Linked DNA regions of Mus musculus: regions 2, 3 and 4 are each linked to region 1. A link is a contact called in public HiChIP or PLAC-seq and promoter capture Hi-C data. All regions are on one chromosome and are shown on one strand. The core of a region is the stretch at or near the end of the contact, and the rest is flanking DNA. Distances in the headings are between cores, read along the strand shown. Region 1 holds the start of Eid1 (EP300 interacting inhibitor of differentiation 1). Region 2 overlaps Atp8b4 (ATPase, class I, type 8B, member 4). Region 3 overlaps Atp8b4 (ATPase, class I, type 8B, member 4). Region 4 overlaps Atp8b4 (ATPase, class I, type 8B, member 4).

Region 1 (6,222 bases), core at 1,672-4,171:
AATATTGAAAAAGACATGAAGTAGTTAATATTCTGCATATGAAAATTCTTAGGACTCACAAAAAGAACTTGTACAAATCTAAACTTACAGGGTCCCCTCCAGAGGCAAATGAAATCGATTGCATTTGGTGATTTGCAATAATCTGGAAAACAAAAGCAAATTAAACATTTTAACACTATAATGTGTTTGATTTGTTTCTACTTACTTAGCATCCCTTTAGAAACTATACTGTCTGCATTCTAAAATAAACTCTTGTTGTTGTTTTGCTATTGGGATTGAAACTGAAGTATTGTGTATCCTAAGGATTTACTCTACCATTAAGTTACGTTCTCTACTCTCATCTGACCCATGGTGCCTTTCTCTCTGCCCTATTCACCTAGGTAGACATACGTTCTAGGTCTAACTATCCAATCAGCAATCTACTCAACACCGCTCTCTAGATACAGCCAATCAGTGTTTTGTGGGAGAAGCTGGAATCAGTAGTAGAAGGAAAAATATCTCTCTCTGCCACTAAGGAACACCCACACTTGCCCAATGGGGCCATCTTTTGCTGTCATGTGAGTGAAGCCTTCTGGAATATAAAAATTTCTTTCCAGAAAAATTGAGAGCTGAGAGTTAAAAAAGCAGACTTGGAAACATGTGTCATCAATTTAACCAGAACATTTCCCCCCTTCCCTTCATACTCTTATTTATTTTTTCTGTTTATAGACTTAGTGTATTTACTTTTGTTTAGTTATTCACTACTATGTATCCAAACACACTAATATTAAGATTTCTAACATGGGGGATAGAGAGGTTGCTCAGAGGTTAAGGACCCTGGTTCCAGTCCCAGTACCAACATGTTGTCTCAAACAACCTGTGACTCTGGTTCCAGAAGATGCAAAGCCCTTTTCTGGCCTCTAGGGGCACAGAACATGTACATAGTACACACAAGTAGGCAAAACACCCACACATAAACCTAAAAACGATTGAAAAACATAAAGACTTCTGATATCACTAGCCAAATAACTGCACTAATTTAACCCAAAATGATTGTTTTATTGGAGATTCTAATTTGTTTGCTTGTGTTTGGAAATCACAGTGCAATAACTGACTTGTATAGGTTTTAAAGGTTAATTAAAATGCCAGCTATGCAACTACCAATGAATCCTGATTGCAGAACTGTGAGGCAGAACCTACGAAGGCTGTACATACAAGACAGCCAAGCAAAACTGCTCCTAGAAGCATACTCAACAATAATTGAATAAAGTTGTGCAACAAGATGTTTCCTTAGGAAATGAAATAACTAGGCTATTTATAATAGCCCTGAATTAGAAGCAATCCTGAAGGTGACTATTGTGATATTCAAATAGTAGACTGCTTAAAATATGACAACATATTTGTTGGGTTAAAAAAGAAGTCAAAACAAAGAATATATCAATACATCGTTTCATTTATCAAAACTGGCAAACTTTTTATTGAACTATTTGCATAAAGTCTGAATTGTGGTTATTCACGAGGCACAAAAAGAGAGAAGAGTGGTTTTCTGGGATCCACGAATGATGCCTTTTCTTCTGGGTAGTAAGTAAACAAATATATGTAGCTTGTGATAATTAAGCCACACACATTACCTGTGCACTTTTCTCTATTAACATTTCAATAAGAACAAAAATCAACATGCAAAGATTATATTCCAATAACAGCTCATGAGAAACTTCATTTAATGGATAAAGAGGAAGATTTCATACAAATATGTTCAAGTATGTAAAACTAGTAAGGATCATGTAACACTTTGGAGAAAAGTTCGCTGAAGAATATAAAAAATGACCATTGGCAAAAATTATATAAGATAAAGAGGAATGCTATGGAGCATTGTCTCTTGGACATGACAGGGCCATTGCATCCACGAATAATAAACTAAAGCTATGGAAAGATTATAAAGATACAATCAAGGCTGGAGAAATGGCTCAGCAGTAAACAGCATCGGCTGCTCACACTAAGGACCAGGGTTCGACTCCCAGTAATCACAGGGCAGTGTACAACTGACTTCGTTTCTAGGAGTTCCAACGCCCTCTTTTGGCCTCTGTAGGCACAATGCACACACGTGGCACACAAACATTACAGACAGGCAAACAAACGCATACACACGAAAGAGAGATCAAATTGATAAAACTTAAGTTTACTTATATTAATTCCATAAAACAATACGTGGTAAGGGTGTGGATATTCTCAAACACTATTGGCTACAGTTTAAGTTTGTAGAGCAACCGTGGCGCGTGATTATCTGTATATATTTAAAATATGTATAGCCTATTTTCCACCTTTCTTTATCCTAGTACTCACACATGTATGTGGTTTAGTTTCCCCATGGTATATACGTGTGGACATACACACAATTTATCTTTGGTTAGGTCAACTTCAATAAATTCAGAAGAAAAAAACCGAAAAGTTAAATTTTCTCAGTGCGCAGGACGGGACTAGTGGGATTTGAAATGGTGAGAGGTAATGGACATGCTGATCACAGGAACGCTGGGGAGGCAGGGAGGTGGAGGAGAGATGGCATCTGTGACAGAAGGCCAGGGCTTTCCATCTAGGCAAAGCAAGCACTTGGCAAGGAACTTAGAGCTGGTCTCCAGGTGGGTCACCAGCGGAAGCATCGCGGGTCCTGAGTGGGTGTGAGGGTGAGGTGGGAGTCCGGGAAACATAGGGGGTGAGGGGTGGGAAGGGAAGAGCTCGCGCCCGCGCCCGCGCCCGCGCACCACGCCCCCCCCCCCCCCCGTGGACCAAGCGGCCTACTCGCCAGCACACGCACGCCATGCTGGCACGCGCACCACGCCCGCCTACCCGTTTGCGCACGTGAAACGTGCTCCGCACGCGCATCACGCATGCCCACTCGCCTGCGCACGCGCCCCCCCCCCCCAGCTCGCGCTCCACGCACGCCCTCTTGCCTGCGCACGCGCACCACGCCCGTTCGCGCGCCCGTCTCTGCAAAAGGTTCCTTTTTTTTTTCCACCTTGGTCGAGTCGCTTCCACCATGGCGGAGATGGCAGAGCTTTGCGAGCTGTACGAAGAAAGCAACGAGTTGCAGATGGACGTGCTGCCCGGCGAGGGCTATATGGAGGTAGGCCGCGGGGCCCGCGGGCCGGCCCCGGAGGAGGGCCCCATGGAGGAGGAGGCCGGGCCGGCCGCCGCCCGCGCCCAGCGCGGTCTGTTCCCCGAGGCTGGCGCGGACCTGGAAGGCGACGAGTTTGATGACTGGGAGGACGACTACGAGTTCCCTGAAGAGGAGCGCTGGAGCGGCGCGATGCACAGGGTGTCCGCCGCCCTGGAGGAAGCCAACAAGGTGTTCCTGCGAACCGCGCGAGCCGGAGATGCCCTGGATGGCGGCTTTCAGGCGCGGTGTGAGAAGAGCCCTTTCGACCAGCTAGCTTTTATCGAAGAGCTGTTTTCGCTGATGGTTGTCAATCGACTGACCGAAGAGCTCGGTTGTGATGAGATCATTGATCGAGAGTAAATGCTGACGAGAGAGGAGGAAACTACCTGAGAGGGAGAGATTCAACATTCTGCTATTTTGGGGTTCATTCCAAATAGTTCTGTGCAAAAAATAAAAACAGTTGGTTTTTGTTTCTCGGAATAGAAGACGGGACAGTGAATGACCATGCATTGTGGAAAAGGAGAATCGAGGAAGGAGGAGTGTTAAACCTGAGAATCGCGAGGAGAAAAAGACCAAATCGTTCCTCTTTGGTCTCACAGGGGCTCAGCAAAAACCTCTGGTTCAGACTGTTGATCGAGATGATTTTCCTTACATTGGAGAAGAGCTTTCTCTGTTAAGCTTTTAAAGATGGTTTGGAAGAGTAAATTGTGACTACCAATACAAGAATCTAATTAAAGAATGGGGGGAAATACATTCCAAGATGTCTTTAATTCGAACTGAAAGGCTATTGAAAAAAAAAAAAACTTTCCAAATTCTTTTTGGTGATTTATACACATCAGTTATCAAAAGCTAAACTTGAGGTTTAAGATTGAGTATTCATCTACCCCACAGAGTAGTCCAAGTAAATGTGGGTATAAATGTAGACGTGTTATCATGTGTGCTGTCATCTTAAAATGTGTTACAAACGCTTCTGGAATTTTGACTGCACATGTATCTTCATGATTTATAAAGCTACTGTGACCTCTAATTTGGAAAAACCCATTGTAATGATTTTCAAAGTAAAGAAAGAAACAGGATGTCTTTTTAAGGTTTTAAGTTCATGCATTAAATAAAATGTATGGGAAAGCCCAAAGACAAACTTTCTAATACCCTTTTATACTAGGGAAATTTCACTTGCTGTTTTGTACCTTGACAGATGGTAAGACTATAACTGAAGTTCATATTGTAAGAACTGTTTGCTAAAATTGTCAAGTAAAAAGAAATCCTGCCTGTATCTATAAAAAGATGTATGAGCTATTATGTTGTCAAACTTTGAAGGTTTTAAACCTACCCAGAAGTCCACCTGGGTGTCTGATATTCATATTCTCTCTCTCCCTCTCTGCCTCTTTCTTCCCCTCCCCCTCCCTTCTTCTAATTATGCTTGTTAATCTTTATGCACCAGCATTGGCGATAATAAATTTTCTTGTTCTGTGTATTTTGCTTTGTCTAATAGCTTTGCATACATGCTTTATACAGGATTCTCTTGCTGTGTGTGCCACGCCTCCATCTTGATATTTAAACATCCAATGCTTACAATGTAAACCAGTATCAAATATCCAAAAAATGGGTTCTGGGATGTTAAAGCAAATTTCAGAGTTTTCTGGAAGACCCGCTCTGTGAATGTGATGCTATGGCTTAATTGATGCTGAAGTTCCTTGAGAAGAAAATGATGTATTAGCACGATGTCCCTGCTGATGCCACCATGGCAACCAATACAGAACAGAGCTGAGACAGTAGGATAACTCCTGGGTTTCTGTGGGGTTGGTTGGTTGGTTTTACAGTCATCTTGTTTGAGAGGCTGCCGAGGTGGTTCAGTGGGTAAAGGTACCTTCTGCCATATAGCCAAGCCTGATGGCCTGAGTTTGATCTCTGGGGTCCATGTGGTGGAGGGAGGGAGAGAGACCTCCCCCAAGATTGGGCAGGCCTGTTAGTAATTTTAGACCCTCACCTGGGATTTTAGTTGCTCCTGTACCTCCAAAGCACCTGTACATAATTTTGCCCCGGTTACATGTGGTTTCAGAAGGTGCTAAAACACAAAAGGTGGGAGGTTGGCTGATGTTAGGTGGGGACTCGTGTTTGGGAAGCTGTCACCCATGTTAGGGTAGGACATTTAGATAGAGCCGCTACAAACACTTCCATGGGTAACCCCTCAGCCCTCTTTTTTACTCACCCAATAAATTGCCTCACTAGTTGGACTTGAGGGAATCATTTATTGATCTGTTATTGGTATTTACCTGCTGTAAATAGACTTTTGTTCACATCTCCACAGAAATATAATACAAATATCCATAAATTTGAGTGTATTTGTGTTTGGGGACCAAAGTATATCGTGGAAGTTAAGAGGAGAAGCCATGCATTGGTATTTCTTTGTATCCTTTATTCTGCATTTATCTATCTATCTATCTATCTATCTATCTATCTATCTATCTATCTATCTATCTATCTATCTGGGAGATTCATGCCACAGTAAGCAAAGGGCAAAAAATAACCTTCAGGAGTTGCTTCTCTCCCAGCATTTGGGTGGGGCCTAGGGATCAGACACAGGTCATCAGGCGTGGTAGTAAACTCTTTTACTCACTGGACCCTCTTGTATTTATCTTTAGTTTTGTGGCGATAGGGTCTCACTATGTAGCTCCAGCTGTCCTAGAACTAGACCAGGCTGGGCTCATACACACAGAGTTCTGCCTCCTGCATGCTGGGATTTAAGGCATGTGCCAACATGCCTGGCATTTTTATTTTAAGATGTGTGTGTGTGTGTGTGTGTGTGTGTGTGTGTGTGCACTTCACATGCTCATACCATGGTACACATGGAGTTCAGAAGACATCTCTGAGAATTTCTAAAAAGCCCAGCTAGGGCAAGTTTTGGAGGAAGCCTCAGAGATGCGGCTTTTGTGAGTTCTCATCCTTGCTGGATGAACACTCCCCACCCCACCCCCACCCCCGCCTCCCAATGCAGCTTCCTTTCGGGTCATCCATGCACCTGTAAGTACCCCTCATCCATTCTCCTGTAAGTAGTCTCATCAGTCACTGCTCACAAAACTAGGTGTGGG
Region 2 (6,222 bases), core at 1,748-4,247, 780 kb after region 1:
CAAAAAGTGTTCTTATTTTGTGTTTGTACCACAGTAAGAGCCAAGATTTTAAGCTCTACTAAAAACAAAACAAGCAAACAAATAAAAAGACTTTATCTATTTATGTTCATTTAAAAAACTAATAAAGATATATTATTTTAAAATATCATACAGTTAATATATTTGAAGTTATTTAAAATTTATATTGAGAAAATGTGTGTATTTTCAGTATTGCTGTAGACAAGCATCTACATAAGACTGTTCAATTGATTGTTGTTTTATATCAAACAACTTTCATAATACTCATTTTTATTGTTAAAATACTTTATAAATTTTAAAGAGTATGATAAAATGAAAGGTATTGCAGGTTTTGAAGAGGGGAGGCTCTCAGGAAGGAGTTGGGGTACAAAAGGGAAAGAAGAATGTGATGTCAATCTATTTACTCAAAATGTGTTGTTAAATGTTCAGATAAATTGAAATTATGTATCTTTTCTCATCATAATGCAATAAAACTAAAATTTGAAAAAAACAAAGAAAGAAATGGGGTGTGCAAGGTGGGTCTCCACACTCAACAGCCAGATGTTTAAGAAGCTGATACTCAAAGTCACAGTGATGCTGTTGGAAAACAGCATTCATCAGTTCAGACATGAGAGTGAGTTCACATAAACTTCCTGGAAATGAATTCAGTAATAAATTTTAATAATGCCTCTGTTCTTCCTTAAAGAGACTTCGCTTTGCAACAGAATCCATTAAAGAATGGAAACAAGCCAGCAAACAAACAGTTGATCAAAATGCTGGAAGCAAGTGACTGTGTGCCACCTGCCCCAACTGATAGCCACCACCTTACTAAGCCAGCATAATCCTCAACTATATTCTAAACATTTGTCCTTATACCCACAATCAGTGTAGCTCTCATCTCCCATCAAGGAAACGACTCTTTGTAACTGATAAAGACCAATATGGAAACCACAACCAATCAAAATGCAGAGTTGTAGAGCCCAGTCCCAATAGATACATCTCCAATACAACATTCCCACCTAAGGCTCAGGAAATGAGAGGCTGAAGATGGGCCAGAAAGATTGCAACAACCAGAGAAACAGGAAGTCAGATGTCAGACTGTGTCTCCTAAAAATGTCATGGAAGCTACACCGTGAAGCCTCAACAACATACTGCCTAAATGGAGACAATGCCAACATGCTAACATGGAAGGGAGGAATCTCATGGGCCCCAACCCTAGACATGGGGCTATAGGCAACTAAGAGATCCTAAGAGAAAGAGAAAGTCTTTCCCAAGGAAGAGTTTCCCTATCGATTATTCAACACTAGATAGTCCCAAAATGATATACATACAAGTAACATTATATGCACTGATTAGGTTATATTTATATATTTGGTAAATACATATGTGTGTGCATATACATATATATATGAATATATGATACACATATATGATATATATTACATTTAAATTAAAGAAAACTTAAGGGCTAGTGAGATGGCTCAGTGGGTAAGAGCACTGACTGCTCTTCCAAAGGTCCTGAGTTCAAATCCCAGCAACCACGTGGTGTCTCACAACCACTCATAATGAGATCTGATGCCCTCTTCTGGTGTATCTGAAGACAGCTACAGTGTACTTAAGTATAATAATAAATAAAAATCTTTTTAAAAAATAAAGAAAACTTAAAATATTTAATAAAATAAATAAAATTTTTAAATAAAATAAAATTTAATTAAAAATTAAAGTCAATTAAAGAAAAGGGGGCCATAACTTTGAGAGAGAATAGGTGGGTACCTGGGAGGGATTGGAGGGAGAAACAGGAAGGGGGAGATTGATGGAGTTATATTCTAATTTCTAGAAATAAAAAATTACAATAAATAAAGTTTAAAAGAAAAACAAAAACACTCAAATCTGCAGTTTTAAATAGCCACTGTTCTCAAATGTTCTCTGCCATGATTGTTGAATACTATTTTCCTTCATTGTCTCTCAACTCCAAAGTTCCCTGGTCTTCGTCCTTAAAAGGAGATGCAAGAAGAGACATGCTGCAGTCCGGAGAGAAAGGAAGAAGAAAGCGAAGATTGAAGAATCAGCAGCTAGTCTCCAAAACAGAAAGAGAGGCTGCCCCTGCCAGGCTGAGAGCAGAAAGAGGGCAGCCCCTCAGCCAAGGGAACTAACGCACAAGGAAAATAAAAGCCTTTTGGAATTTCCCTCTGTAATGAAGGGTTGGGTGTAAAAGCAAAATGACAACCAAGAAAATAGGACGCTCACTGAGCTGTCCCTGGGGCCAGAAGCAGCTTAGAACCTGTGTATCCTGGGGCACAGGAAAAAAGAGTGCACGTCCTGTTTTCTAGTTTTAATTTGTCTTTTTCTTATATCTTTACATATATATTGTATTATTTGTTTCATTAAACTTTCAGTGGGAAAAATTATATGGAAGAAAGCAAATTTCCTTCCAAAATCAGGCACGTAGCAGTTTAAGTGTGGGCTCTATGATCTCAGATCCTAGTTCTACTGTGCAAGTGTTTAAAGAGTTGACGCCCCTTGTCGGCTGATAGAGACAGTAAACAGACTGTGCGATCAGGGCCAGTAATTTCCAACAGACACTTAATAACTAAGTCAAGGAAGGGGGAGTGGGGAACAATTCTTTCCTTCTGGCAGAAGACTTAATATTTTTTATATTCTAAAACTATTTACAGTTCATATGGTTTCCAGACCCCCTCTCCCAAAGCAAGGGCCTCATCCCCCTGCCTAAGTGCCTCAGCATTCCACATGTGACTCCTCAGGCAGCCGGCCAGGAGAGCATTTGATTCTAAATGAAGCCTTAAATTTAGCAGTGTGAAGGGGAGGCCAATCTGAACACACATGCCTGGGAGGGACAAGGACACCAGATGGGGCCAGGGGCGAACACAAACTGTCAACCAGCCAATTCAAAACGCCTTGCTCGGAAGGCAAGGTCTGTGCAGGCCCCGCGGGCCATCTCTACCCTCCATGCCAGCGTCTAGAGCCAGGCAGACCTGGTAGTTTGCCCATCTGGCATGGAGCACAATTCTTCCTCCGTCCTTTGGAGTCCATTCCGTTCCCCCAGCAACATTCAGTTCCCGTCTCCTGGGATCTCCCCGCACTTCCTTATTTTAGTAACTGGTCAATTGCACCTGCGACTCATCTCAACAGCGAGGACATTTCCAAGCTTCTTTTGTCTTTAGGTCTAATTTAGAAGTCACTGGCCTGCTTTAAGTGTTCTCTGGACTGAGGGAACGAATCACTCCGAATACATGGCTTAAAGGAGTAGGATGGTCTGTTAGCAGGGTGTGCGCAAGAATGGAATCCCTCAGGAAAAGGGGGTAGGTCTGTCTGCTTTCCCTGCTAGCTTCCAGTAGCCCTTGAGTCCCTTCTTGTGGGGCTAGGTAGGTCGAATGCCTGCTACCTGCTCCCTCCTCCTCCTCCTCCTCCTCCTCCTCCTCCTCCTCCTCCTCCTCCTCCTCCTCCTCCTCCTCCCCTGTCCCTCTCCCTCCGCCCCCATATTGCCCTCTTTTCTCTATCTCAAGATATCTGTGGTTGAGTCTAGTATATACCCTGATCCAGGGTCATCTTACCTCAACATCTAAATTATACCTGCAAAAGTAAACAATTTTATTCTAAATAAGACCACACCCATAAGTTCTGTAGGTTGGAGGTTAGAAAGGCTGCCAGCATGGTAGAATATAGTAATACAATCACAATTGTATCTGAAAAGACCGTTGCACAGAGGAATAGAACAGAAAAGGCAAAGACAAGGGACACAAAACAACAGAATGTGTCAAATATAAATTAACTTGGATCTAGAAAGCAAGGTCAAAAGTAACTTCAGTGTTTCATTCATAAGCTTAACATTCCAACATTTCTATCCATAATAGACCATTCATCTGCTAATTTAAAATTCATGGAGAAAATTAACCCACTAAGCATATCTCAGGGACCTGAAGGCAGAACGATCCAATAGTAGAAACTTTTAGGAAGAAGCCTTGATGCAAGTGAGCAATCAACCAAATACTATCAAAAAACATCTTTTCAGTATAGACAATCTTTGAGCTTGGATTGAAACAAGACTACATTTCTAAAGTTAATAGTCTCACCACCCCCCAAGATCTCTGGAGTTTTGGCTTGGGTTTTCTGAACCCTCAATCTAATACTTTTTATAAAGGAGAGATACAATAGGGCCTGCTGCATGAGTAAGTCCCATTGTTGTCTATAATAAGAGAATCAGGTTACAACAGGAATGGGATCCAATTGGAGCCAAGAACAATTCGAGCCTTACTGAGGGGCAATGGGGAGACACACATGATGAGCCCCAGATGCTGAGGAAAGACAATGGGGCCAGACACACTGTGCACCAGACACTGGAGGACAAGGGAGAGTAAAAGGCCAGAGGACAACTGTGAGGGGGAAAGAGCTGGATTCCCACCTTGTTTGCTGAGGGGTGTGTGGTGTCAACCTCCTTTACCAAACCTGGATTCAATATTGTGTGAGAGGCGCTTTGAAGGATCTTTCACAGTTCTCTGTGTTATATAAACCTTAAAGGAAAATAGGTCTACTACTAAAAACTCCATGTGCAGACTTTGAAAGCGTTACAACACCCTATTATATCAAGATGCACCTCATTTGGGGAAATAGTTGCCCTTTAGAAACTCAACCCTTAAAAATTCTATCTATGCAGCATAGTCATTGGCTATGATGGAAAATTGTTATAATAACTATAACAACTTTGCAGCCTGTGTACAGAAGTCAGCCCTTTGGCAAGCAAATCCTCCTGTCTACAAAGCCGGCAAAGGGAAACTGCCCAAGAAAGGGCCAAGCCAAGATGGTTTGAAAAGTGCAATTAATTTTTTGAGAGTGAAACTTTCTGAAATATTTTTATTGTGAATTAGCAACATGAGGTAAAGATGAATTTTATTTTTGTGCTTTCACTGAATCCAAATAGCACTCCAAACTATTCCCATTTCTTTACTTCTGAATTCATTGTTAAATCTATGAAAGAATGTCTCATTGACATTGCTTTTGAAAACCAGAAAGATTCTTCTCCTCAAGTTTTTCTTTCAAATATGCAAGATCTTTTTACATGCTGCAATCACAATGGTGTGACCACAATATGTGATCCCACTGTCTTCTCCAGTGTGTAAACCAAAAGTCTCCATTCCAATCAAAGTAAGATGGCGTAGCTCAGTGTAGGGAGCATTAATCCTCCCATGGATCGAGAGTCCCACTCTTCCATTTAGAAGGCACAGAGAGACATGCTCAGTGTGTACCAGCAACCAACACACTAAGCCCAGTAGTGTGGGGTTTTATTGTTGTTGCAGATTCTCAACTACAAAGTGTAAGCGCCTATCAGGAAACATCACAGAGGAGGGGCAGAAAGAGTGTCAGAGCCAGGGGATAGGGAAAATGTGCACCACAAAGATGTCTTCTGGAAGGGACGTAGTCATTGCACTTATGAACTCCCTGCAGCTGTCTTTATCTGCACAAGACCTGCATAAGACTGGGTCCCGTAAACGCTATCATACATTGGGTTGGATGGATTCACTGCTGAATTCTACAAATTTTTCAATGCTGAAAGGACCCTGATATAGCTGTCTCTTGTGAGACTATGCCAGGGCCTAGCAAACACAGAAGTGGATGCTCACAGTCAGCTATTGGATGGATCACAGGGCCCCCAATGGAGGAGCTAGAGAAAGTACCCAAGGAGCTAAAGGGATCTGCAACCCTATAGGTGGAACAACAATATGAACTAACCAGTACCCTGGAGCTCTTGACTCTAGCTGCATATGTATCAAAAGATGCCCTAGTCAGTCATCACTGGAAAGAGAGTCCCATTGGTTGTGCAAACTTTATATGCCCCAGTACAGGGGAACGCCAGGGCCAAAAAGTGGGAGTGGATGGATAGGGGAGTGGGGGGAAGGGTATGGGGGACTTTTGGGATAGCATTGGAAATGTAAATGAGGAAAATACCTAATTAAAAAAATATATATATATAAAAGAAAGATTTAATACTAACACTTCTCGAACTTTCCTATAGGATAGAGAAGGAACACAATCAAATGTATCCTATGAAACAATTATAACTCTGATGCCAAAACCAGACAAAGAAAGAAAGCTGCAGACCAATCTCTCTAGTGGACAGGAACCTCAGCAAAATGCTCATAAATTGAATTCAAGGGTGCGCTAAGAAGAGTACTCATCATAAGCAAGATAATTTTGTCCCAAGAATACAAG
Region 3 (6,222 bases), core at 2,783-5,282, 760 kb after region 1:
TTTTTATGTCACTAATGATATTGGGTAACTTTTCATGTGCTTGTTTGCCCACTGTGTGTCCTCTTGGTCAAATGTTTATTGAAGTGTTACAAAATGCCTATTTCCTAACAGGATTGGTTTTTTGTTTTTTTTTTTTAACTTTGTAAAGCATCTGTATATAGTCATGGTGATTCAGGTAGATACCTTGCAAATAGTTTCTACATGTTAGTAACTCATTACTATTTCCTCTTAGGGCTTTTCACTAATTAAAAAGATAATTTGATGATATCCAGTGTCCCCCCCCCCCTCCTTCCTCCCTGCCCCTTATCTCTAGAGAAACCAACCTTGTACTTGCTGCTTAAGCGAGCACTCTACCACTGAGCTAAGTCCCCACTCTCTATACTAACTCTTCTTATGTCAGATCTAACAATTCTTTGAGTAGCCCAAACCTCAAAGTCTTTCTCCCTTTTTTGCCTAAAATGTTTAGTTTCACTTCTTACATATGAATTTAATTTCCTTACTAGCTATAAAGCTATTTTAGTAATTTGTTTCATAGTGAGTGCATGGTCTGTATTTTTTGAGGAATGGTCCATTTCATCTATGTTGTCAAATGTACGTGTGTTCAGCTGATTATAGCAATTTCTCATGATCCAGCTGGCATTTTGGGGGGTATATTGTTGACTCCCCATTTGTTAATGATATCGCTCATCTGTCTCTTCCCTTCCTTCTCTCTGTCTGCCTTGCTTGAGGTTTGCAGATTAATTGATGTTTTCAAAGGATCAACCATGTTCTACTGTTTTACTTGGCCGAGTTTGTGTCAGGTTTGTAGAATTTTGCTCTTGCTTGCATTTAATTTATTTTGCTATTTTCTAGGTTCTCAAGAGAGAGTGGACAATTGATTTGAGGCTAGCTCTCTTTTCAAGTGTATGAATGGTTTCAGTGCTGCTGCTTTTCCTCTTAACACTGCTTTATCTGTGTCTAAACCTGTCCTTCCCAAACCTGGGTTTTACAAGATGAGCTACTCCAGTATCTCCACATGGCAACAACTTGGGAAACACTTGATAAAACTGTGTGCTCTATGTTGCCCAGTTGAGTCCTGCCTTTATTCTTTATCAACTTGAGGAAGTTACCTATCTGTCTGAGCCTTGGCTTCATGGTCTGTATGTAGGTCTCACACAGTACCTACATCAGGACTGCATAACGAATCACCTGAGTTGCACATAAACAGATAAATGGTATCTACACAATGTGAGCTGTGCACATACAGATAGAAGGTGCCTATACAGTGTGAGCTGTGCACATACAGATAGACTGTGCCTATACAGCGTGAGCTGTGCACATACAGATAGACTGTGCCTATACAGTGTGAGCTGTGTGCATACAGGTAGATGGTGCCTATACAGTGTGAGCAGTCAATGGTGTCAGCCAGATAATGGGATCCTCTAAAACAGAACAGCTAAGAGGTTGGTGGCTGGACTCTCAAAGCCAGTGTCAAAGCAGCATCATAGTCATCTCTCTGAGGGGTGTGTGCGCGCGCGCGCGCGCGCGTGTGTGTGTGTGTGTGTGTGTGTGTGTTTGTTGCCTTTTGAAACAGTCTCCATCTTTCTTCTCAGTAGCCTTTACTCCCACTCTCTCATTTTCCTTAGAAAATTAAATTTAAACAAACAAAATCCCCAAAAGGAACATCACCGCAGTGTACTGGTGTAAAATTATTCATGTTCACATACTGAGCCGAGCGTTTCTGAAAGAAAATACGCTGAAGAGACAAGTCAGGGTTTTCCAAATAAATTCAGGAGGAAAATTCAGAATTACTGCCAAGTAAACAACAAAGGACTTTACAACGTAGACTTCTATGTTTTACAAGGAAATGCAGAAGATGCACCTCTGGTCGCTCAGGACGTTTAGGTTAAACAGCCTAAGCAGCCGCTCTGGTTTAGTACTTACCCGTCAAGCTCAGCTGTTTCAACATAACAGAGACCGTGTGGCTCACTGCTCGACAGGAGCAGCAGGTCAGCCTGGTTGAGAAACCAATACAGAGGGACAGGTAAGAATCAGGGTTGTTGAAACCTCTCCTCCATGCATCACCCCTCCTTCATAGCCCTGGCAACACTGAGGAGGGAGGCACCACCTCCCACTCTGTGTGCCCATGCTTTGGGACCATCAGGGTATGAGCAGGTCTCCTGGCAACGTGCAAACTACTAGTGATCTGGGTTGCCAGTTTCGAAAGTCATATATGAATTCTATTTTTCTGGATTTAATAATTTCTTATGAAAAACAGAGATCATTTTCCAATAAATGAGCGAATTAACCCTCCTTGTGTGCTGGTGTCTGAGCCGCTTAAAGCAGGAAAGGAGTCAAGAGGGTGAGAACGCGCGGATAAAACAGAAGGAAAACCAAAGAAAAGAAGAAATGAAAGTAAACAAGAGCAACATGGACGCAAGGCGAAGAGATGAGGAAGCGATGGAAGAGTAAAACACGAGAGAAAGCGGGGCCCACACAGCAATGGGAAAGAGTAAAACACGAGAGAGACAAGAGAAAGTGGGGCCCACTCAAAGAGCGCAGAGGGTGCTCTGGAAAATGACGCTTTAGAAAAGACTTCAACCCAGTTTTGGTTGTGAGCCTAGGCTTTAATGACTGAGCCATCTCCTAGACAGGAAGCCACCAAAATGAACTCTTGCAAGTGGATGGTGACATTGAAGCATAACTCTCCACAGCTGACGGCTGGCGTGAGTGCGGCCGGGAAGGGCTCAGTCCTATTTGAGAGGCAGGTGTCACAGTTTGACCATGCTCCAGTGAGTTCACAGATAACGCAAATTGGGCTTAAGGGGGTTCTATTCATTTTTATTTTTACTTTTTTTATTTTACCTCCCTGAAGGGAGATCATAAGGGTGGAAGGACTGAGAAATGAGTTTGATCAGTGTGCGTGATGTGAAATTTCCAGGGAATCAATAGAAATGTTATATTGGGAAAACAAAACAAAACAAAAAAAGAGCAGTGGTGACCAGTGCTATAAAACCAAGTTTTGAAGGTAATATGTCCCAGTTAGACTCCAAAAAATACTAAAATAAGATCCAAAATTCTGCTACATTTTACTGAATAAAACATCTAAAGATGTCAAAAGGGGGAGGAAGAAAATACATCACAGTTCACTTTTAGAATTCTGGCTGGTTTTGTTTTTTTCTCAAATTAAAATTCTTATTTAAAAATAAATGTAATTCTGGAGGATTCATCTAAAAAGAACTGACCTAAGTTTCAGCAACTTATGAAACTTTAGCCTAACAAACCTCTACGTGTATCTGAAAGGTTGACAGTCCAAGTCTCTAAAATCTTTTATTTAGAAAGACATTATAATGGCTTTATCTTCAAGTCTTAGATTTTAAGTTCAAAATCAACCCACTCAGTTAATTGTCTGGGTTGTTTAAATTATCAAAAACGGGGGGCGGGGGGGACAATGAGAGTTGTTTAAATGAAGGCTCCATGATAGCTCCCAGAGGAACAAACGCCCCTGCATCCTGGTGACTCTCTCAGCTCTGAAGGAATCACCACAGAAGCCAGTCAAGGCAGAAACTGCTTTGTGAGCCCCTCGGTGTGTTCCATGCAAACCCCCTCAGAGAATATGTCCATCTGGGGCCCACTCTTACACTAACGCTCACCTAATCCTGACCCAAAAAAAAAAAAAGAATCTGTGCTGGGGGGTAGATTCGCCTTGATCTCCGGTCATATGTTCCAGTTTCACCATGTCCTGGCAGACGGCATGCTAGCGGTAAAGGTGAATGCCCTTTGGAGCTACGGCTATCATCTTAAGGATAGAAAGATAACTTTAAACACAAGCTAAAATTCCTTATTGTAATAATGCATAATTAGAACTCTTTATGGTGCATGGATAAAGATGCCTGTTGGTATCTGGTGTAGCTTTTCCTCAGAGCTCTGTGTAGATGGTAATGCAATGTCACTGTTCAATATTGAATCTGGCTGTGTTTAATGCTTCCTCTGCAGTAAACCAGGGGCAGAGCCACCTCAACCTCAGACAAGCGACTAAGGTTCCACTGCCACCTAGTGGCTAAGGTCTCTTAACCAGCACTCACCCAACTTAGACTGGAACACGGGAGTACCTTAACCCTCCTGTCTAACTTTCCCTACTCTGTCTCCCTGGAAACCTACCCTCCTACCTCTTCCTAAACCCTCTCATGTCACCTTTGATATCGCTGACCATTCCTCTCCTCACTCACACCCTCTTCTCTTCCCTACTGCTAACATCTTCCTTGGAGGCTTTTTTTAGTTATCATTAAAGAGTGTGTGTGGGAGAACAAGATTGATGGTGTCCATCCAGCAGAGTAAGTTGTGAAAGGCATCTAGCACACAGTTAGAGTTAGACTTTCTAAGGCACTCTGCAATAATCCTGAAAGGGAACGGGCAAAGAATTATAGCAATAGCCTTGCTAGTCCTTGGTCAAGCTTTTGTCAGAGGTGGTGGGCTAGTAGTGTGAGCAAACTACCGAGAGGCCATAGCAGAGACATACAACAGGGAGAGAAAGTGTGATTGTCCAGATGCCTAGCTGGACCAGGCCAACGCCACCTTCCATTATCCCCTAGTCTTTTCTTTTATCAGTTATTGGTGGAAGGATTCAGCTATGACTCCACATAGGAAGCAGCATGCAGCATGCTCCAACACAAACACCTTTCCCCCAGCCTTCCTGGGCAAGAGAAAAACCCGAGCAGATACCCAGTGGAAGCTTAAAGGCAGTATTCCCATCCGAAGAAACTTGAGAATAATCTACTGGATATCTTTGAGGCCTCAGAGCCAAATACATTGTCTCCAGGGTTCATTGGGTGTAAATGTTCGTTAAGTTAAAGAAGAAAAGAAAACACTGAGGAATAGTATCAATCCACAGCCATGAAATTTCTTAAGAACTTATAAAAAACACTCTCATAACTTAATCAATTCATTGCCTATGCAAATCTGTGAGGGAAAAGGGAAAGGGACTCCCCTATATCCAGCAGAGGCCATCAGAGGTCATGGTGAGTGTCAACAACCCACTTGAAGAGCCTGAGACTAGAGTGTTGGCATCATCCTTGAAAATGCTCCAGGATTAAGTTGTGGGACTAGAAAAATGCCACCGCCCTGATCAAGACTAGTACTCTGCTGTGGTGGCCCCTGGGTTCTAGGATGACATCTGTGAGAAACAGAAATGTTTCTCAGACATGCTTTGCTCGGTATGTCTGTTTTGTCTGCTGCTGTTCAGAACATCCAGGTGTGTGAGTGCTGGGATACCAGAGCCATAACAGAGGGAAAGATGCATTTGTGGGGCGATTGTGAGCATCGCTTTGGGAGCTCCCAGGACTTTCTAGACTGCAGAGCTCTTCGTCTTGGCTGTCATGCACATTATCCTTACTCTCAGAACAACATACCAATTCTAAAAACTAGTGTATCATGGGTCAAAGCTCACAATGAAGTCATAAGTGAAAGGGGGTGTGATTACAGATAACATACTAACTCAAACTTTAAAATTTCAGACCAAGCAAGGGTATGTTGAAAAATCATTCACTAAGCACTGGTTATATCATTTTGTTTTGCTTGGCTTTTGTGATCAAATTTTTCAATTAAAAAAATGATTGAAAATAAAACAAGAGTCTAAGAACAGTGCCTAGGAATTCTGGCATTGCAACCATGAGGACCTGAGTTCAGATCTCTAGCAGCCATGAATCCAGGTCGGACCAAGTACCCTGTAGTCCCAATGCTGCAGACCACTGAGACGTGCACACCAGCAGCCTCGCTGAACGACGGCAGGCTCGGGTCCAGTGAAAGACCGTGTCTCAAGGGAAGAAAGAGAAGAATAGAAGAGGACACTTGGTGTCTCCTCCGTGTCTCCAGCGCATCCACCAGCATAGCCAAGCACACCTGCATTCATATGTGTGCACACACACATGCATACACACACACACACACAGGAAAAAAAAACTTGTTTATAAAAGAATGAGAAAAGGGTGGTTGGTAACAGAGAACTCTAATGTGTTTCCAGCAAGCTTGTGAGGTTCTCCTAATGCATGCTGACCTCATTGTGACATGAATTACAACATTTGGAGGTCTAGAATTCAGCTCCAAATTCTGTGCTCTTGAATTAACAGAAGCGGGGGAAGGAGTTAGAGGGGGAAGATGGAAGGGAGGGAGGAAGGGTGAGACAAGGAGGTGTGTTAGTTCTTGTCCAGAATTTACTGATAAACAGGTATAAATGGATTGAAAGTT
Region 4 (6,222 bases), core at 1,548-4,047, 730 kb after region 1:
CAAAAGTAGCCCACAACAAACATCCAAACAAATGGTTATTTGTCCACATGTCTAATAACTTCAGACTGCTTCTTAGAAATCATATCACTGGGTTAAAATGAATCAAATGGATCTCTAAATTTCAAAATATCCCCCCAATGTTCAAAATATTTTTACTTACACCACTATTTAGGTCAAGGAAGTATTGTTAGACTAAAAAAATAATGTCCATAAATTTTAAGTAATGGTTCTAGTAGGCATGACATGGATGTAAGACATACAAGAAAGCTCAGGCCGGAAGTCACCATGTCCACTACCAAAGAAGGCAGGATAGTTAGTGATACAGGAGAGCTGAGGGCATCATTGCTGCATGGGTGGGTGATGGTGATAGGATTCAATGAGAGGGAGGTCAGCATGGCATAGTGACTTTTTCAATCCCTTATTTTCCTTCAAAGTCAAATCCTGCTTTAAATTATTTGACAAGGGATAAAGTTTCCTTTTCATTAGGAGACAAAGAAAAGTTACCTTCTCTTGGAACTCCTTGGCAAAATGAATAACCTCCGTGAATTAAGGTAAGAGATCCAGAGGACTATCCCAAAGGTCCCACCAGGCCTCCCTGTTTTCTACAGAAGAAATTGTCTGCTAGCTAGGCAATGCCAGCTTGAGATGGACCAGGAGCAAAAAGGATGCTTGGATCCCCAAATACAAATTCTTTATCCATACAGAAGAATCCAAAGGGGAAATTAGTGGTGAAGGTGCCCTAGGAAATGTGCATTTCAGGAAATACTAAATCCTCAAAAACACATATATTAACATTGATCCCACAGGGAATAGAGGAGGAAGCAAAAGACATTGGCTTAACAAGATAAATCACACTGCCTAGGGCACAACCAGGGAATTTGGCCTCCAGAGCAGTTACAGAACAAATCCACAGAACAGGGTATCAAAGGGAACAGTCTACCATGGATGGCAACAGATGCTAAGTTTCATCAGATTCTTTCAAATGTGTGCAATAACTAGTTTATGGGTGTCCATTATCTGTCAAGTATCATAGCAATGCTTAACAAGAAAGCCATGATGGTTTGGTAAGGGGGGGCAAGGGGATATTAGTTTTGAATGATGTTTTTTTATTTATTTATTTACTTATTTACTTATTTATTTGGTATCATTAAGAGAAACTATTCCCTTACCGTAGACTCTTCCATTAATGGAACATTTTTTAAAAGTCATGATGTTTTGGGTGAGAGTTCCTGTTTTGTCAGAGAAGATATATTCGATCTGGCCCAGTTCCTCATTTAGAGTGGTCGTCCGGGCTTCAGCAGGCATTGCTTTCGAAGCATAATACATCTTCCGGTCCCAGTTTATAAAATAACTGTGTCCCAGACGGATTACTTCCACACTGTGGTCCATTAACATGAAAGAGAAGAAGAAAGGACAGAGAGAACCTGTCAATACATGAACACGCAAAGCTTTGCCAAAATCCTCAAGACTTTTAAAAACAAAAATATATAAGTGCTTTGTCCTTAGGTCCTAGCAATCTTCAGAAATGCCTCCACTGAAAATCTGCCCATAAACCTTGGTGCCCAAGGTATTTCCTTTCAGCATCATAAAGTGATATGGCTGGCTCATCAGAAAGCCTCAGGCAAGGGCCTGCGGTTCTCTCTATTAAAAAAGCCCAGTAGAGTGTTTTCTGTGGCACATTCACTTGAAACTCAATCTGCATCGCAGAGTAAATGGTTCCTTACTGAAGATATTTGGCATATATCTAGTTGGAAGATATTTGGCATATATCTAGTTGGAAGATATTTGGCATATATCTAGTTGGAAGATATTTGGCATATATCTAGTTGGAAGAAATGTGTCCTGAGACATTGATCTGGTTTTACTTTCAAAAGAAGTCAGCAATAAGTCTCCACTAAGCAGTAAACAAACCGTGATCAATCCTGGCTAAAAACAGTTTGTCACTGTCCGTCTACTAGGAAGAGTGCAGTCTTTGTGCAGTAATGGATTATACATTCAAACTCCAGAAAGGGGAAGTCTGTGGCCAAAGGACTAAGTCCAAATGTCTGTCATCTATGATGCCAAATGGGGTGCCCAAAAGATTATTGCAATGTGAGGTATCAGTTTTCATAGAAATTTATTAAGGGATTTTCTTAGGCTTCTATTGTATTAACTGCTTGGAAAAAAACTGTATTTCATAAAATTAAGGGCAGCCTCAATGATAAGAATATGGTTTTTTCCCAGAAATCCCATTTTAAAGGTATTATATTGTAACATATTCAGTTTTGCTTTATTTTTATATAGTTCCATACCACAGCAGGACAGATTTGTTCCTGGACATCATGTTTGTTATTGATAGGCTAGGTTTTTTAATTATTGCTGATCTAAAAAAAAAAAACTTTAAAGTCCTGTGTGTGTGTGTGTGTGTGTGTGTGTGTGTGTGTGTGTGTGTGTGTATGTGTGTGTGTGTGTCTCACATTATCAGATACTTAGCTGAATTCTATCAGGGGTGTATATCATTTTGGATGCCTAGGTTTATAATCACTTGTATGCATGATTTTTTTCTGAATTGGTTTGTTTTAGTTTAATTAGTCCTGTCTTTACTCATTGAACTTCAATTCATGTCTTTGTATATTAATAAGAGCATTTGAAAGAACATAAAATTGCACCAATAATAGCACCGACCTACAATTTATTTCTGATCTGAGTAGGATTTCTTATCTTTACAGGAAGAGGGCTAGATGGTGTGTGAGAATTCTGAATGCTGTGCATCTAGTTCTAAAGGCTGGGCACAATACTTCCCTCTCAGAGTAACATGAGACCAGGTCATCTCTGAGTTTCCCCTAAACTAAAACCACACAATGACTAACATAAAACCCTATGAGAGAAAGATGAACAGATCTTAATTCTGCATGTGTTTATATATTTTAATGTGTGTTTTACTTTTCTGCCCCTCTCCCTGCATCCCTAACTAGCCACTCTGGCTCGGGTTTTTGCAGAGTAGCTTACTGTTTCCTTATTCCTTTACATGGGGAGGTGTTAGGACTAATAACAGTTCAGACCCATCATCCAACCTGTCCTAAACAGGCAGACCGTGTCAAGTGAGTAGGTTCTAGCCCTCTAGTCTCTAACTTCACCAATTAGGAAATTATGGCTTGCAAGATTAAGTGACTAACCCAACTCACACACACACACACACACACACACACACACACACACACACACACACACAATAACCAGAATCCCAGCATCTGTTACAGGCAATGCAAACCTGGCCTTCACTATGGTATTACGCAATAATCTCCCCTTACTGAAGGTTCACTTCCTATAGTTTCAGTTACCCACAATTAACTGTATCCAAAACATATTTGATGGAAAATTCCAAAATTAAACAATTTTTGCTTTAAGTTGTGTAATGCTCCCAAAGGGTGAACTGTTACCCCATCCTATCCTGCTCTGCCTGGATCTACCACACCTGAGATGTGATAGACCCTTAGCTGATACATTCCTCAGCATACACTATCCACATAGCAGCCATCTTAGCTACCAGATCTATTAGTAGGGCACTGAAGTGTCTGTGTCCAGGTAATGTTATCACAATGCTTAAGTCATCAACCACACTTCATCCTATCCTTCTGACATTATATCATCATATATCAAAGCAGGGTATACTGGTTGGTTTTGTGTCAACTTGACACAAGCTGGAGTTATCACAGAGAAAGGAGCTTCAGTTGAGAAAATGCCTCCATGAGATACAGCTGTAAGGCACTTTCTCAATTAGTGATCAAGTGGGGAAGGCCCATTGTGGGTAGTGCCATCCATGAGCTGGTAGGTAGTCTTGGGTTCTATAAGAAAGCAAGCTGAGCAAGCCAGGGGAAGCAAGCCAGTAAATAACATCCCTCCATAGCCTCTGCATCAGCTCCTGCTTCCTGACCTGTTTGAGTTCCAGTCCTGACTTCCTTTGGTGATGAATAGCAGTATGGAAGTGTAAGCTAAATAAACCCTTTCCTCCCCAGCTTGCTTCTTGGTCATGATGTTTGTGCAGGAATAGAAACCCTGACTAAGACACAAGGGTACACACAGAACAATGTAATACCTTGAAACAAGAAAGCCATGTTATATAACTTTTACTGTACTATGCGATTATAATTTTTACATTTGTTCACTTTATTGTTAATCTATTACTGTGCCTGATTTGTAAGTTAAACTTCATTATAAATATTTATGCATAAAACAGGAGAAATGGACATGTAATGTTCAGTATGACCAGCAGTCCTGAGCATCTCCTGAGGATCCTGGAAGACATATTGGCCCTGAAAGGAGGGCCACTCTGCAAAAATCACTCAAAGCTTTGAATTGTCTGCAAACCTGGTAGCTCCTTGTAAATTCAAAGCAGGTTTGTAGCAGTCTTTTTTATTCTCCCATGATGCACTACAAGCCAATGGGAATCTGCAAAATGCATTTATGTTCCTGAGCCTAAAAATAGCCTATAAAGAAGATAGATCTCCTTTTTGCTTAGAAAGAGAGGGTTTAGGGGAGTGGCCGTACTACATGCAGCCCTTTCTTTCACACACACACACACACACACACACACACACACACACACAAAGAGACATACACAGGCACACACACACACATGCACACACACACATAGAGAGACATACACACACATGCACGCACACAAGTACACATACACACATAACCTGTGGCTGGATCTTTCTAAGTGCATAAACACACTGACAGCATGAAAATATAAGAATAAATGTCTCTGCTCACCTGGAACTTTTAACTGTTCAAAGCAAATCATGACTTTCACCATATGGCATTAGTTTATGTATTGTACCTTATCCAAAAGCCTAATGGGGGCTTGGGTCGGGGGCTTCAGTCTTCATCATAGACACACGTGTTCCTGTATCAGAGTGTTTGAGCACTTAGGACCAAACAGCCTGAAATTTCTTGAAATGCTTTCCCCTCAAGTTGAGATCAAGATCAGTTATTCAGAGAGAGGAAAACCCCAGTTTTTTATCCTCACCGGTCCCAAATCACACAGTTTAGAGCCAGGGGAGAAACAAGGTGCAAATGTCAGGCAGTGCAGATTTAGATCTTCATTCTGATCTAATGAGCTATGTAATCCATGAACGAATCAACTCCCCATTTCAGCAAGAGCTACTTCAGAAGATTTGGGGGATACATAAGTAAGATAAAGTGTGTTTAGTGGCTCATGCAAGACATTAAAAAAAGAAAGGAAACATAGCCATCTATGGAATGTGGCAAGTCCTCATATTCATGTCAGATTATAGAATGGCAGAGAGCGATTTTGAAATAATAAAAAGCAATGCATAAAAGACTAGTTTTAAGCAATGAAGCACTGTACTGAGATCAGATATAAATGATTAATGTACACATGGATCAAAGGTGGGTGCTATTTTTTTAATAGAAAGGAATCCAGAAATCAACAAAGTTGATCATGGCTTTTCTGGCAAAGAATGGCATTTATTGCAGGCTTTATAATGGGATTCAAGCATAAGAGACTCTCAGTACTGAAGATGAGCCAGTAGAATACAGATTACACAGAGTCCAGGCTGCCCACAGCTCCAGACTGCCCGGAGCAATTTGTGGTGTTGTGGCCACATGTCCCTACTTCAAGTCAATTTCCCACAACTTGACATTTCAGTTTCCTTACCACTATCCAAAACAAGAGTGAATTTTGTTCATTAACTTTCTTTGTTTCACTGTGGCTTAGTTTTTGGAAAGAGAAAAGAGAAGTTAGTCATAATTAGAGGAGAGTCAGGGCTGGTGGCTTTGTATATTGTTAGTATTGATGGCAAGCATTAAAAAAAAAAAAAACACACACAGCCAAGCCTGTCCTCGCTCCAGGATCTTGGGGACTGACTCAGTCTTGGTAGGATTGGGATAGAGAATGTCTCAGGTAGACTTACCTAAACCTTGTGGAGCACACTCTGTCACACACATACATGTATGAAAAAAGAGAAATGGGTACAGAGAGAAGAAAACATACTTATGTTTGGAGAAAGAGAACACACAGAAAGAACAAAAGAACAAATATTCACTCACAGAGAGGAAAAGAGAACACACACACATACACACACACACAAAGTTGAAGGTTGATACAGACAATGACAGACCATTTTAATATCACTCTGTGAAACTAGATCTAGAAACTGTACACCAGAATAGTGGGAATTAAGAACCATAGTTACCTACAATAGCCAGGTACTATCA

What was found. Promoter capture Hi-C pulls out the DNA fragments that hold promoters and counts their contacts. HiChIP or PLAC-seq counts read pairs in DNA pulled down with a chosen protein or histone mark.
Region 2: an H3K27ac HiChIP or PLAC-seq map of cardiomyocytes shows a contact between it and region 1, with 7 times the contacts expected there. The contact joins the enhancer-like site here to the promoter of Eid1 in region 1. A contact is called at or near these places in 12 of 39 promoter capture datasets (the 3T3-L1 cell line, 3T3-L1-derived adipocytes, the HPC-7 cell line and 9 more), 1 of 484 Hi-C or Micro-C datasets (3T3-L1-derived adipocytes), 4 of 115 datasets of contacts at active chromatin or transcription factors (astrocytes, cardiomyocytes, embryonic forebrain and 1 more) and 1 of 9 other capture datasets (embryonic stem cells).
Region 3: a contact with region 1 is called in an H3K27ac HiChIP or PLAC-seq map of the NIH/3T3 cell line, with 8 times the contacts expected there. The contact joins the enhancer-like site here to the promoter of Eid1 in region 1. A contact is called at or near these places in 14 of 39 promoter capture datasets (the 3T3-L1 cell line, 3T3-L1-derived adipocytes, the HPC-7 cell line and 8 more), 1 of 15 datasets of contacts at CTCF or cohesin (pro-B cells), 17 of 484 Hi-C or Micro-C datasets (the C2C12 cell line, the HPC-7 cell line, cardiomyocytes and 10 more), 4 of 115 datasets of contacts at active chromatin or transcription factors (the NIH/3T3 cell line, astrocytes, bone marrow-derived macrophages and 1 more) and 1 of 9 other capture datasets (adipose tissue).
Region 4: a promoter capture Hi-C map of the HPC-7 cell line shows a contact between it and region 1, with 7 times the contacts expected there. The contact joins the enhancer-like site here to the promoter of Eid1 in region 1. A contact is called at or near these places in 10 of 39 promoter capture datasets (the 3T3-L1 cell line, the C10 cell line, the HPC-7 cell line and 5 more), 1 of 484 Hi-C or Micro-C datasets (bone marrow-derived macrophages) and 4 of 115 datasets of contacts at active chromatin or transcription factors (astrocytes, bone marrow-derived macrophages, fetal liver and 1 more).

What each region holds. Positions count from the first base shown.
Region 1 is chr2:125,670,179-125,676,400 of GRCm38.p6, forward strand. Eid1 (EP300 interacting inhibitor of differentiation 1) reads left to right here and starts at 2,922. Exons shown (of 1, transcript NM_025613.3): 1 at 2,922-5,465. The coding sequence starts at 3,014. The coding sequence ends at 3,493. Shc4 (SHC (Src homology 2 domain containing) family, member 4) reads right to left here. Exons shown (of 12, transcript NM_199022.2): 5 at 89-142.
Region 2 is chr2:126,447,859-126,454,080 of GRCm38.p6, forward strand. The region is part of intron 6 of Atp8b4 (ATPase, class I, type 8B, member 4); the gene reads right to left. Among named protein-coding and RNA genes, the nearest start is that of Atp8b4, 41 kb to the right of the region's middle. Within about 2 kb of position 2,998, at least 44 of the 459 cell types and tissues checked have an H3K27ac peak or open chromatin away from gene starts, as enhancers often do. A contact at or near this core is called in cardiomyocytes, where this site is marked.
Region 3 is chr2:126,425,434-126,431,655 of GRCm38.p6, forward strand. It overlaps Atp8b4 (ATPase, class I, type 8B, member 4), which reads right to left. Exons shown (of 28, transcript NM_001080944.3): 8 at 1,924-1,994. Among named protein-coding and RNA genes, the nearest start is that of Atp8b4, 63 kb to the right of the region's middle. Within about 2 kb of position 4,033, at least 18 of the 459 cell types and tissues checked have an H3K27ac peak or open chromatin away from gene starts, as enhancers often do. A contact at or near this core is called in the NIH/3T3 cell line, where this site is marked.
Region 4 is chr2:126,396,419-126,402,640 of GRCm38.p6, forward strand. It overlaps Atp8b4 (ATPase, class I, type 8B, member 4), which reads right to left. Exons shown (of 28, transcript NM_001080944.3): 13 at 1,170-1,378. Among named protein-coding and RNA genes, the nearest start is that of Atp8b4, 92 kb to the right of the region's middle. Within about 2 kb of position 2,798, at least 7 of the 459 cell types and tissues checked have an H3K27ac peak or open chromatin away from gene starts, as enhancers often do. A contact at or near this core is called in the HPC-7 cell line and bone marrow-derived macrophages, where this site is marked.